Linked DNA regions of Mus musculus: all the other regions are linked to region 1. A link is a contact called in public promoter capture Hi-C data. All regions are on one chromosome and are shown on one strand. The core of a region is the stretch at or near the end of the contact, and the rest is flanking DNA. Distances in the headings are between cores, read along the strand shown. Region 1 holds the start of Prpf38b (PRP38 pre-mRNA processing factor 38 (yeast) domain containing B). Region 2 holds the start of Cym (chymosin). Region 3 holds the start of Strip1 (striatin interacting protein 1). Region 4 holds the start of Prmt6 (protein arginine N-methyltransferase 6).

Region 1 (2,984 bases), core at 206-2,705:
CCTAATTAGCCATTCATTTAACCAGGGAAATGCATTTATTGGCGATTGAGCATGATTAATAGTGCATACCTCTACCTGCGACCCTGGGCTGCTCCGAGCCTCGCTGCAAGACTGAGTCAATCCTGCTAACGAAACAAGAACTGAGACAAGAGTGCAGTGAGGAGGCGCCAGGTGAGCTCCCCAGCACAGCCAAGCCAGCACCGACCCTGCCGCAGAAAGAAGCCCAGGGCCCAGAGCATTCTAATTATGCCCAACGCACAGGTGGCTGACACCTTCGACTCCTGACTTCCTGCTGGGAAAAATTTCCAGGCCTTCTGTACACCTCTTTTGCCCTGGCACTCCACGCCACCCTCAACCCTCCCGGCCCACCCGACACACTCACTGGCCAATTTCTGTCGGGATTGGAGAGCTTAACGAAGAGCACGAGGCCGACATTGAAGTAATTACTTCAGTAATTCCGCTGGCCCGGGGGGCAGCGGCAGAAGCACCGAGTTAGTGCTTAGTCGACACAGGTAAAAAGGAGTCATTTTTTTAAAAAATGGTGAACTTGGACAGGCTTCTGGTATTACTTTTCTCCTCTCCCCTAGAGTTCTTGCCCAACAGCTCCCTAGGGATAGGCAGGAGGTTGGGGTAGGTTAAAGATCGATTGTGGCGGGCTCGCCCGGCTATTAAAACAAAACAAAAAAAACAAAACCTGAAAAGGAAAAAAAGAGGGCGGCCCTAGCCCGACCCGTCCCAAACCAGCCCCAAGCTTCACTTCTCCCTCCGCCAACTTTCCCCCTCCCCCAAATCCGCGGGTCTCAGGAGGGAGGGAAAGGGGGTGCATCCACGGTATCCGACACCCCGCTCTGGCGAACTTACCCCCGACACGCGGCCTAGAGGATGCGTACCTTAAAGTAGATCTCGTCCACCACCTCGTGGTAGGTCTTGAGCTCGTAGAGCTGCACTTTGAAGTAAGGCGACGACAGGATGTTGGTGAGGATCATGGGGTTGAGGTTCATGGTCTTCTCGTTGCCCCACAGCGGCAGCACATTGCCCTGCTTGCCCGACACCGCCGGCTTGGTGGCGCCGCCGCCGCCGCCACATTGCTGCTGCTGCTGGGTCACGGCCGCGGCCGCCTGGTGCTGCGGTTGCGAGTTGCCGGTCAGCGCGGGGCTGTTGTTGGCCATGGTGCCGCGGCAGGAAGGAAGGAGGGCGGGCGGGAGGAGGGAGGCCAAGCTCGATCGCGCTCTTCGGGACAACGGTCCCGGACCTACTCCATGGAAGGCCGTCGGGGCAAGGAGCCCGCCGCGTTGTGCCCCAGCCGAGCGGGAAACTGCAACTGGGACGCCGACACACGGGAGCCCGGGCCCGAGACGGACGCCAAAAACGAGGCGGGGAGAACTCCGGACGCAAAGCAGAACGGGCAGCAGAGGAGCTCGATCTCTTCCGCCAACTGCCCCTGGGAACAAGATGGCGGGGCCAGCGGAAGTGACGCCATACGCCCGGGCGTTCGAGCTAAGGCCGTGGCCAATCAGAGCCGCCCGTGTGTGCAGGCTATTCCTCTTCCTGGTTGCGCGAGGTCGTTGCGTGTTGGCTCGGCTCCGGTGGTCTGTGTGCCGGGCTGGTGGCTTCCTCCTGGGACTTTGGCCCAGGGGGAAGGGGGTCTGGACACAGTTGCTATGTTTTAGAGTTTGCATCCGTTGCTTGATTTTTCTCGAGGCAGGAAGAGGGTCTCGTGACACTTGTGTTCTGGACGGATGCGTGACTGCTCCTGCGGAGCGGTCGAAGTCTCATGAGTTAATTTTGTTAGATTCTCCAGAAAGGACTAGAGTCAGGGAATTGACTCCGATAGAGTCCTTGAGGCTTTCGCAGAGGTAATAGTGTCCTACCGGAAGTCGTAGACGGCCCCAAATTTTTTTTCTCCTAAGATTAGGATAATATTTTAACTGGGTTGTGAGCTTTAAAGAAAGTACTCTCAACTGGGTGTGGTGGCGCCCGCTTTATTTCCAGTGCTGGGGAGGAAGGGGCAGACGGGTCTGTGATTCTGAAGCCAAGTTCCATAGACATCCAATCTCAAAATAACAAAAAACATAAAATCTGCTACCCTACGTGGAGTGCTTCCATTGACTCACCTTTTTTTTTTTTTTTTTTTTTTTTTTAATTTTCAATTAGGGTCTCACACTATAGCTGAGGCTAGCATGTAGCTCAGGCTGGCCTCAAACACAAGACAATCTTTACGCCACAGCCTTCGAGATACTGGGATTTTGGGTCCTGAGCTACCACATGTAGTGAGATGCTAGTTCTATGGTACCGCTGCACTGGGCTAGGCCTTAGAAAAGGGAGTGAGGAATGGAGATGGAGAAAAGGTGGGAAAGTAATCAGGGTATCTGTTCTCAAAGGTACTAATAATTTAAGATTAATAGTGTTTGAGAGTTAAGAGGCTGCTGGAGCCTTTGACCATCATCTACTATTTACCATCTAATAAGCCTGATTTGAGCAAAGAATGGCTTAAGCATAGAAAGCAAAATCAGGCTTAGAGATGGAAAATAGCACAGTTGGCAAGAAGCTGGGAGCTGTGCTTCGTGGGGAGTAGTGGCAATAAAATGTCTGTAATGTGTGGATGAAACATTAGGAACTTAATGCTTACCAAAGGCTACCCCACATCCTTATAGTGTGTGTGTATTTAAATCAGGCTAGGTTGGTTTTGATGGCTACGTCTGAAAGGAAATTTACATTCCAGAGACTGAGGCAGAACAATCAAGAGGCCAAGACTAGACTGGTATAATAATCTGACTTAAAAAAAAATCAGGCTATTGGTGTAGTTTAATGGTAGACGAGGTGCCTAGCTAGCATGGGCAACGTTGGTTTAATCCCAACAGAAACGTGTTTTCCTGTGCTCATTCATGGATATGAGCATTAGGGGCTGAGGATGTTCCTCAAAGGTAGAGACTTCATTAGCAAGCAAGAGTTTCAGCCCTATCACTGGAAAAAAGAAAAATAGT
Region 2 (2,921 bases), core at 166-2,665, 1.7 Mb before region 1:
AGCAGGACACCAAACTGGACCTCTTGGCCCAGCTTAGGTTTGGGATAATAAAGGCAATTCAACTGGGGAAGAAAAGATCAAGAGAGAAAACTGCAGGAAAAAAAAAAAAAAAAAAACAGTTCTCGACCTGGCTCTGCTGTGTTCCTTGGCAACGTGAAATCTGCCACAGTGCCCTGAGCTCCCCCAGGAGATTCTCCAAGTCCTCTGCACATCCAGTGGGAGGCTGCTGGGGCCCTGGGATCTTCACTTTAGGGGATTTAATGCCTTTATCTTCAGTTTCTTCTTATACAATAGGGCTAATCCTTCCTTTCCAACACTGTTTTATTCTGTACTTGACCATTTAACCATTTTCTCTCCCCATAGATTAAAGTAGAACTTTGTGCATCTCACAGTCCCTAAAACTTCTAGCAATCATATCGTTTTCTCTAAGAGCTAGTTGAAAAGACAACTTGAGATTACAGAAGTATAGGTGCCATATAGCGGCTTCAGGAACCTCTTCTTCCAGAGGAAAGCCAGCTATAATCAGAATGCAGCTGCTACCTCATGTCAAAAGGCCACCCTTGTCTGGAATTCACCCCAGGATCCTCATCTCCGGTTCTGTCTCTTATCTAGCTGCCATCACACCTTGGACTTGAGAAAAATTCATTGCCAGAGAGCCCTCACTAGCAAAGATACTCAGCCTCTTTTCAAGGATCCAATCCAAGAAGGTATGCAGTCTTTTCTGTGTTCAGGCCTTGGCAGAACACACACATGAGCACCTGAAATGGGGATGGGGGCAGCAAGAGTGCAAGTCCAGCCAGGCTGAGCCCTGGAACCTCCAGCGCTAGCCACATGGTGTTGGGTAGCACAGAGACTCTCCCTGAACAATGCTCTCAGCTGTAAAGTGCAAATCATCTAACCCACGGCCTGAGAGGTGATGCCCTAGTTATTTTTAGAGAACCTTCAGACCTCTCTAAAGGAGTTCTTACACCAGGAAACCTAGTTTAATGAGCGCGCATATAGATTTCACAGTAGGTCTAGTACTCTTTGAAGCATTTTACAAATATTAACTCACGCAGTCTCATAACAACCCTAAAAGATGGGCATTGTGAAGACCCTAGTTTCACAGCAGATGAGGAAACTAAGGGTGATAGAGCTGGGACCGAGCACTGAGTAGTTTTGTTTTTCTTTCTAGAAACTATGCTTTCCTATCCCCCAGGCTTCTTGCCTGGCTCCCTCTCCTCGGGGTCACACTCAGTGTGTAAAGACAAGAGTGAAAGCAAATTCCCCTGGAGTCTGAGGGCCGGAAGAGCAACAGTCCCCCTGCCCACCCAGGGTCCAACATTCACCTGGTGACCACATGGCTCTGGGAGATGGCGAGAGCAGCGAGGAGCAGCACAAAGCGCCTCATTCTGGATCACAGGAAATGGCCTCTCTAGCTAGTACCCATCCTCTCGGCCTTTATAGAGCGGGGCTCCTTCTGGCTGGATGCCCAAACTTCAGAGGCACCCGAAACTTCAGACCACTTCACAAACATAGTGAGATAGCACCTTCACTACCCAAGACCCACACTGATAAGAACTACAAAGTCTACCATTCTAAAGACTTCAACGTTGAAGGGTACACAGGCCTTCAAGCTGGGAAAAGTCAACACGGGCCCCTTTACCCCAAATCCCCCTCTAAACGGGACCTCTGAGCTAACGCAGGTGGGGCTGCTACCAGGAGGAAGGGAGGCTGAGATTGCATGTAGAAGGCCCACTCGGGTGTACAGGGAGAACACACATACAAATATGTTGAGTGTTCTATTGGAGACAAGGTCAGAAGCCAGATAGTTGTGCCTTCTGGCCTAAGAGAGATTTGAGACAGGAAAGACCCTAAAGCCTGTATCTGTAACTGTATCTGTGGAGACAATTATGTACCAGGCCTATGAACTGGAAAATCAGGATGAAGCCAGGAGAAGTTGGGCAAATTGGAAGGCAGGAGGTTCAGGAGTATGATATACAAGAGAACATGGTAACAGCTTCCTGCTGTTAGCAGGACAAACATCTGCACAGAGAGGAAGGCCTGGCAAGGGCAGGGAGTGGGGACAGGGCAGGATGCAACAGCTGAAGCCAGGTGGGGGATCCGGATACATCAGCCATTCTGAAAGAAGTGTCAACTGAAATTTCACACATTTGTCTTATGGGGGCTATAAGAGTTCCCCAAGAGGCCAGGCACAGGAGTATTTGAACAGACTTAAGGACAGGAGTCAGGCCTGATCCCTACCATGGCAATGCCCTCCTTTGTGGACATCTCTTCACGAAACCACCAGGTGTGTCCTCAGACTGCCAGGAGACTGCTGCTTCTCAGGCTCCTGAGAGGTGGCCACAGGACACGCAGCTGCCATTCCACACCTTCTACTCCCAAAGTCAGAGAAGTAAGGGGCAAAATCAATACTAAGTGGTGAAGCTTATTTCTTGTTTTCTTCACTTAACAGTGCCGCTCTGATGGGCCAGGGCCCAGAGACCCAGTAGCAGTTGATGACCCTGCGTCTGGACTGTATCTCCATCCATACTTTAGCACTGAGAAAGATGTACAAGAGGTACTCAGGGGATGTTTGAATAAGCAGGTGTGTGACTGAGTGTTCTTGTCATTGCCTCTGATAAGCATCAGAAAGTAGCTGGTGACACCTGTGTGACATGCTGCAGATGAGGAGACAGAGGTTCAGAGAGTCCTGTTATAGTAGCCTGGCATTGTCTCAAGTACCTTGAACAAATATCTTCACACTCCACTGCGAGAGCAACTCTGCTTCTATCTCTTGAGACAGTTGCAGTATGTATAGTGGGTCCCATCTGCAGTGTCCAACACTCCAAGGCCATTATCTCCATTATGGAGGAAGGATAGATTGTGGCTCTATGTCCCCCAATGGCCCAGCCTGACCCAGTGGCAACCTTTCAAGGATA
Region 3 (3,211 bases), core at 65-2,564, 1.3 Mb before region 1:
CACTGAGAAGTAGCCACTGATCACCCATCATTCCACAACAAAAGGCTCCTAAAAGGTCCATCTTTTTCAAAAAAGCCACTCTAAACTCATCCTCTCAACTCTGGGCTTGTTCCTTTGTGACATAAGTTATCAGAATTTGAGCCTGCGACAACAACAAAATGTTTGGAGGGAACTGATTTCTTAGGCTTAAAGACACTATCTTTAGTATCTGGTACTAGCTGAAGCATCAAATTTGAATTTGAGGAATTCCCTCTCGGTAAGTGCCTGGCTGTTCATCACACTGGAAGTTGTCTCAGGTGGAGGAGATTGCGTAGTAAGCGCTCTGGGAATGAATGTGCTGATGAGGAAGCCCTGAAATGCTGCGACGAGACGGGTGTGTGTTCATTCATGAATTCTGCAAACGGAAGCAGTGGGAGGAATTTTAACTTGGGGCGAGGTGAATAGCTCCAGACAGCGCGGGCAAAGGGAATCGCAGCTCACTAGCAAGGAGGAGAATCCGGCGCCCTTTGTGTACTTCTGATCCCTTCACAGCTCAGCAACTGGGCTCACTGGGCATGCAAAAATACTTGGCAATGTCTGGCCGCGGTTTGATCCAGCGCTGACTAAAATTCGGAGGGAAGCCACAATGTGCTCTCTCTGCTACTCACACAACCTGGGGCCGGCCAAGCAGCACTAGAGAGAGAAGCCCTGTTCTAAGCGCCCGCTAAACTCTCCTGGGTCCCTTCGCTGCCAACTGGCGTGGCCCACCACCCTGCTAAGATCAGAGGCCGGAAAGGATGAGGGGCTAACCAGCCAGCAGACCACCGATTTTGCACCCCAGGAGGGCTGTGCCTCAGGCCACGCCCCCGGGGGCGACCGGCCATCCCCGGCTCGGGGACCTTCTTCCCCCGGCCGCAGCAGAGTTGGTGACAGGGCTCCGGGCTTTCCTCCCCGGGGCTGTGGCGGCTGCCAGCCTAGCTAACTGCACGGTTCCCGGTAAAGTGACAGCTCCCAGGGTCCCTGTCAAGCCGTCGGGAAGCCCGGCTGGGCCCGGATGCCGCCCCGGTCTCCCGGGACCCCCTCTGTCACCCGCCCGGTGCCAGCCTCGCCCCCCTGCAGCTCTGACCTCCGAGTCTTTGCGCTGGTTGCGGTTGAACTCGCGGGCTTTGCCCCCCGGCAGGAGGCCTCCGGCGGCCCTCGGCGCCCCAGGAGGAGGCTGCGCGGTGGCAGGCGGCGGAGGAGGTGGCGGCTGCGGCTGCTTGTTGTTCACAATCAGAGGGCCGGGACCGGCGGCTGCCGGCTCCATCTTGGCTGCTCCACACCCCCGGCTCAATTCGCGGACGGCCTCCCGTCAGGCAACTCTCGCGTGATTTCCTCCAGGAAATTTCCCCAATCGCCATATTCAGTGTGGCTGCGTGTGTCGAAAGCCGCAACTGCCAATCACCTCCCAAGGTCTTTCCTGGCTTTGTCATTTAGTTTCCCCTCCCTCCTTCCCGTGGAACTAAGCCGGAGACGTGCGGCTGGGCTCGCAGGAATCCCTTTAGATGTCTTTTTTATCCATGAGACTTAACACTTTAATTCGTTGTCTATCATCGCTTTGCCTGTCTTTAGAGCCCTCCCTGTTCAAGGTGAGGCAGGATGAAAGGGGAAATTAGGGAGACATCATTAAAGAAAGCAATTCCTGACTCATGGGTCTAGTTGACACGTTTTCCTAGCAAAGAATTTCTGTACAATTAACAACTGGTTGTGGCTTTTCTCTAACCTTCCAGCTGAAAAACCTCCAAGTCAGTAGGACTCTGTAAGAAACACCTTGTGCAACCCTGGGGACTCCTGGTTTTACTTATCAGATTATAACTCCATCCAAGACACCTCTGGAGCCACGTTAATAATCTCACTTATCAAAACAGGGGAAAAAGCCGGGCGTTGGTGGCGCACGCCTTTAATCCCAGCACTTGGGAGTCAGAGGCAGGCAGATTTCTGAGTTCGAGGCCAGCCTGGTTTACAAAGTGAGTTCCGGGACAGCCAGGACTATACAGAGAAACCCTGTCTTGAACTTGAAGTGAAGAGAGACAGAGAGAGAGAGAGACAGAGAAAGAGAGAGAGAGAGAGAGAGAGAGAGAGAGAGAGAGAGAGAGAGAGAGAGAGAGAGAGACTCTTGGGGGCTAAGGATAACAGTATGAAGTTGTATCTGTCCTCAAGCCACTGACAAATACTTTTAAGGATATAATAATGAACAAAAATAGGATTCTAGTCTTCGTGGAGTTTACATTCACATGGGGGAGATAAACAAATGAATAAATAAAACTGAAATTGAAAATATAACAGAGAAATCATGGGGAAATGAGGGTGTGTTTAATAATCCCTTAGAAGTGGCTCTTGCTTTTCTGCCTTCATTTTGTAGCTGTCTCGTTTACTCTGAATTACCTGCTCACATCTGTATTGACTCAAAGAGCAATCATCCAAAAATGGTGGCCTCTCACCTCATTCTCCGTCACGTCTGAGTGCCAAACACATAGGAGTAACCAAGATGGTTTTAATGTTACTTTTTACAGTGTCCTCCTCCAGAAACCTCCCTCCCCAAGAAGCAGGTACAAGACTCTTGGTCACTGGCCTCAACCCTCTAGACATCAGGAGTGGCAAAGCCTCACAGAACACAGCATCCCCGGATGACGAACAGCTCTTTCTATCATGGCCTGTGCACCCTGGAGGAGAAAGAATCAACTCCTGAGAACCAGCTTGTCCCTTAAGTAAAAAGGACTTCTACCATCTCATAGAACCAACACTGAGAGGATGATAACCAGACCACACTTGCCCAGGTCTGCTGGAATTTTCCTATCTCCCGCCCTCAATCTCAATTCTAATTCTATTTAAATCTAAAGTAAGTTTCCCCAAAGACAGATTTGGGATCAGTAAACACCTTATGTGTTTCTCTTTACAATGTTCACATCGATGAAATCTTTGTGTGTTGTTGTTCTCCTTTTCCTCCCCTTCTTCCTTCTTCCTCCTCCTCCTTCTTTCTTCTCCTCCTCCTCCCCCCACCTCTATCTCCTTCTTCATTTGTGTCTTTGTTGGGTATATTGAAGACTAGTGATGAAGCCTGAATTAGTGGAGATGCAAAAGCCAACATTTTGGCCCTAAACACATGGGTTACAGATACAGGGGTGTAGTTTGATGGAATAACTTTGTGTATGTTACTGGAATTGAAATTAAACCCTGGGCCTTATACACCAGT
Region 4 (3,247 bases), core at 578-3,077, 1.3 Mb after region 1:
TTAACACCCCATCACTATTTCACTTTCAGACCTTTTCTCCTGTCACTCTCAGAATTGCCTAGGCAGGCTGTAAAATTAAGCCATTTTACTAAGGTTCATCAAATTTAGCACTCCGTGAATTAAGCGTAAGGAGAGCAGGGTTATTTAAAATACTTCTCCTGTGCCCCACTTCCTTACTAACAATATGAACGTTAGAATATAAGGAAGCACAGGTAGGCACTCAAGACTTGAGAGAATTCCAGCTGAAAGAAACAGCTTTAAAAATCATTCTGCAAGTTTCTGAAATGTAATCAGACCATGTTGCCTTTCTCCCAGTTTCATACTGATAGGGATGGGGAGGTGTCAGATTAGCTCGTGGACCAATTATAAAAAGATCACATTTATTGCCCCCCCCCCAACCCCGGCAGTTAAACAAAAGAAACAGAAATACAAGAGTTTCTTTATACTACATGCTTTCCAGGTTTAAAAGCCCGTTAGTAAGCACACTGCATCAGTCCTTGGTCAGGGATGCTCACTTTTAAAATAAACACTGCCAGAAGAATGTCCTCAAATGAAGACTGGAGCGGTGAGGTAAAAGAGACAGCTATGTCCCCAACTTGCATAGGCGATCTCCCTTTCTCTTCGGACCTTCCGAAGAAGGTGGAGGGGGAGAAAAGGCAACGCTCAGTCCTCCATGGCAAAGTCTTTGGTCTTTTCCTCATGGTCTCCCACTTTGTAGCGCAGAAGTATGCGCAGACGCCGGGGGTTGTCCGGGGAGGGCAGCAGGGTGATCTCTCCGGAAATGTCCGTATCTTGTTCCACCGGCACCGGCTCGTTCAAGTAGAGGAGCGCCTGCTTCCAGTGGGTGGCCGGGTGAAAAGGCGAGGTGGACAGCACCAGAGGTTTCTCCGAGTCCCCTCCGGGAAAGGTCACTTGAAACCAGACGGCGAAACCATGTAGAGGCGCGGAACCATAGCAGCTGCAGCGGAAGCGCCCGCCCACACCAGCCTCCAGCTCCTGCTCCAGGCCGGCTCGGGCCAGCTCGAGCTGGGCAAAGCGCTGCGGCCGGGCCAGCACGTCCTCTCCGGACAGATCCTGCACCACGATCTCCGAATGGCCCATGAGGCAGCGCGTGGCGAAGCTCTCCATGCAGCTCATATCCACGCCATAGTGCTGCTTCACCTGGCTCCAGAAACCCAGACGCCACTCGAGCATCTGGTCGCTAATCGGGGCCACGAAGAGCTCCGCGGAAGCTGGCAGGAGGAGACCGCCCTCCTTCAGCCATTTGGTCCGCGCGTGGAGCACGGAGCTCAGCATGGACTCGTGCAGAAGTCCGTAGCCCATCCACTCGCTGACGATGGCGTCCACTCGCTCCGGCAGCTCCACGGTCTCCACCGGGCCCGGCAGGACGTGCACGCGGTCCTCCAACCCGTTGAGCCGCACCACCTCCCGGGCCTGTTGCCAGATGGCGCTGGCCTCCACCGCGTACACGCGCCGTGCCCCGGCCTGGGCACAGAAGATGCTGAGAATGCCGGTGCCCGCGCCCACGTCCAGCACCGTCTTGCCTCGCAGCGCGGCCCAGTTCTTCAGGATGCCTAAGCGGTAGGCTTCGGTGCGGACCTGGTCGGCGATCATCTCCTCGTGGACCGAGACGTCGGAGTAGCACTCGTAGTACAGCTGGTCCCGCTCGCTCTTGGTCCTCCGGGGTCGTGGCGGGGCCGCCTCCTGCTCCCCGCCATTTTCCTCCTCGGCTCCCTCCCCTCCGGCGCCGGCGCCTCCGCTGTCCCCCGACTCAAGCTTTCTTTTCTTGCTCAGCGACATCTTGGCCCCGGCAGCCGACCCCCAGCATTCGTTGCGCGGTGCGGTGCGCAGGCTCAGAGTCCCCGGGGCCTGCTGGGATTCGTAGTCCGCTTCCTGCATCCCGCTTCCTGAGGGCAGAGGCTCAACCAGAGTCAATCTTGGCACACCGTTATTTTCCTCTAACGCCATGACAAGTTGTTCTCTAAGACCACACTATTTTCCCGAGATCCTTTCAGTTTTTGCCCTTTCCTTTTACCCCTTGTCAGGGTTCTCTAGAGTCACAGAACGTATGGGTAGCCTCTGTAGAGTAAGAGAATTTGTTGATGACTTACAATCTGTAGTCCCCAAAGATGGTCAGCAGCAGCTGTGAATGAAAATCCAAGGATCTAGCAGCTGCTCAGTCCCACACGGCGTCCTGGCAGAAAAAGTGAGTTTTCCTTCTTCCAGTGACCTTATGTAGGCCTCCCGCAGGTGTGTCCCAGAATAAAGGTGTGTATCACCACTTCCGGATCTGGGACTTCCTTTTCCCAGGCTGACCTTGAGCTTTTGTCTCAAGTTTCCTGGGATTAAAGGCATGTACTACCTTGCCTGAGGCTAAACTTTTCATGGCCATATGCCTCAAGATCTTCCTGCCAAGGCCGGGCGTGGTGGCTCACGCCTTTAAACCCAACACTTGGGAGGCAGAGGCAGGCGAATTTCTGAGTTCGAGGCCAGCCTGGTCTACAGAGTGAGTTCTAATACAGCCAAGGCTACACAGAGAAACCCTGCCTCAAAGAAAAAATAAACAAACAAAAAAACCTCCACTCGGTTCAAGTCAGAAACCTGTGTCTTTCAGCCTCAAGATCACAGGTGAGTGAGCCTTCCAATTCTGGACTGTAGTTCACTCCAGATATAGTCTAGTTGATGATAGCCAGGAATAGTCACTACACTCATTTTTACACATTCTTGATGTAGGCACACCACTTACAGCTACAAGTCTATGTTTCCCTCACAGGACCTCCCCCGCCCCCCACTACTGAATTATGTGGCACAGTTCTTGTCCCTTCTCTGACAGTTGTAACTCACCAAACTCTCTGTTCTAACCAGAGTTAGGATACAAAGAATATGTATGACGCAAAGTGAAAACCAAATAATACAAGATCTTGATTCTGAGTCCAAAGTGATCCCTGAGGTACGTTAAGCTCCAGGGCAAATACTGAAGAAGTGCTGTGGCCATGAAATGTATCAGCCACCACTGTGTCTCTGGAGAATAGTTTACTTGGTCTTGAGTCCTGTTCTGAAACTTCTGTAGTTCAAACTAAAGAACAATTAACATCAAGGGTATGATATTCTCAAACCCATTTCCAGTGTCTTTGGTGACCAGCTTATATATACACATACATACACTTAAATCTATGTATCTGTGTAAAAACACTTGCTTGGAGAAATGGTGAAACTCATCTCTTTTGACTTCTTTTCCAATGCAATT

Evidence for each region. Promoter capture Hi-C pulls out the DNA fragments that hold promoters and counts their contacts.
Region 2: a promoter capture Hi-C map of liver shows a contact between it and region 1, with 2.9 times the contacts expected there. The contact joins the promoter of Cym here to the promoter of Prpf38b in region 1. A contact is called at or near these places in 1 of 39 promoter capture datasets (liver) and 1 of 484 Hi-C or Micro-C datasets (B cells).
Region 3: a promoter capture Hi-C map of pre-B cells shows a contact between it and region 1. The contact joins the promoter of Strip1 here to the promoter of Prpf38b in region 1. A contact is called at or near these places in 3 of 39 promoter capture datasets (cranial neural crest, liver and pre-B cells).
Region 4: a contact with region 1 is called in a promoter capture Hi-C map of pre-B cells. The contact joins the promoter of Prmt6 here to the promoter of Prpf38b in region 1. A contact is called at or near these places in 3 of 39 promoter capture datasets (the C10 cell line, liver and pre-B cells) and 1 of 115 datasets of contacts at active chromatin or transcription factors (embryonic stem cells).

What each region holds. Positions count from the first base shown.
Region 1 is chr3:108,910,274-108,913,257 of GRCm38.p6, forward strand. Prpf38b (PRP38 pre-mRNA processing factor 38 (yeast) domain containing B) reads right to left here and starts at 1,456. Exons shown (of 6, transcript NM_025845.3): 1 at 891-1,456. The coding sequence starts at 1,169.
Region 2 is chr3:107,220,317-107,223,237 of GRCm38.p6, forward strand. It overlaps Cym (chymosin), which reads right to left and starts at 1,416. Exons shown (of 9, transcript NM_001111143.1): 1 at 1,329-1,416. The coding sequence starts at 1,390.
Region 3 is chr3:107,630,396-107,633,606 of GRCm38.p6, forward strand. Strip1 (striatin interacting protein 1) reads right to left here and starts at 1,315. Exons shown (of 21, transcript NM_153563.2): 1 at 1,106-1,315. The coding sequence starts at 1,285. It overlaps Gm10961 (a long non-coding RNA gene), which reads left to right and starts at 1,206. Exons shown (of 3, transcript XR_375960.3): 1 at 1,206-1,607; 2 at 2,532-2,795.
Region 4 is chr3:110,249,172-110,252,418 of GRCm38.p6, forward strand. It overlaps Prmt6 (protein arginine N-methyltransferase 6), which reads right to left and starts at 1,828. Exons shown (of 1, transcript NM_178891.5): 1 at 1-1,828. The coding sequence starts at 1,800. The coding sequence ends at 664.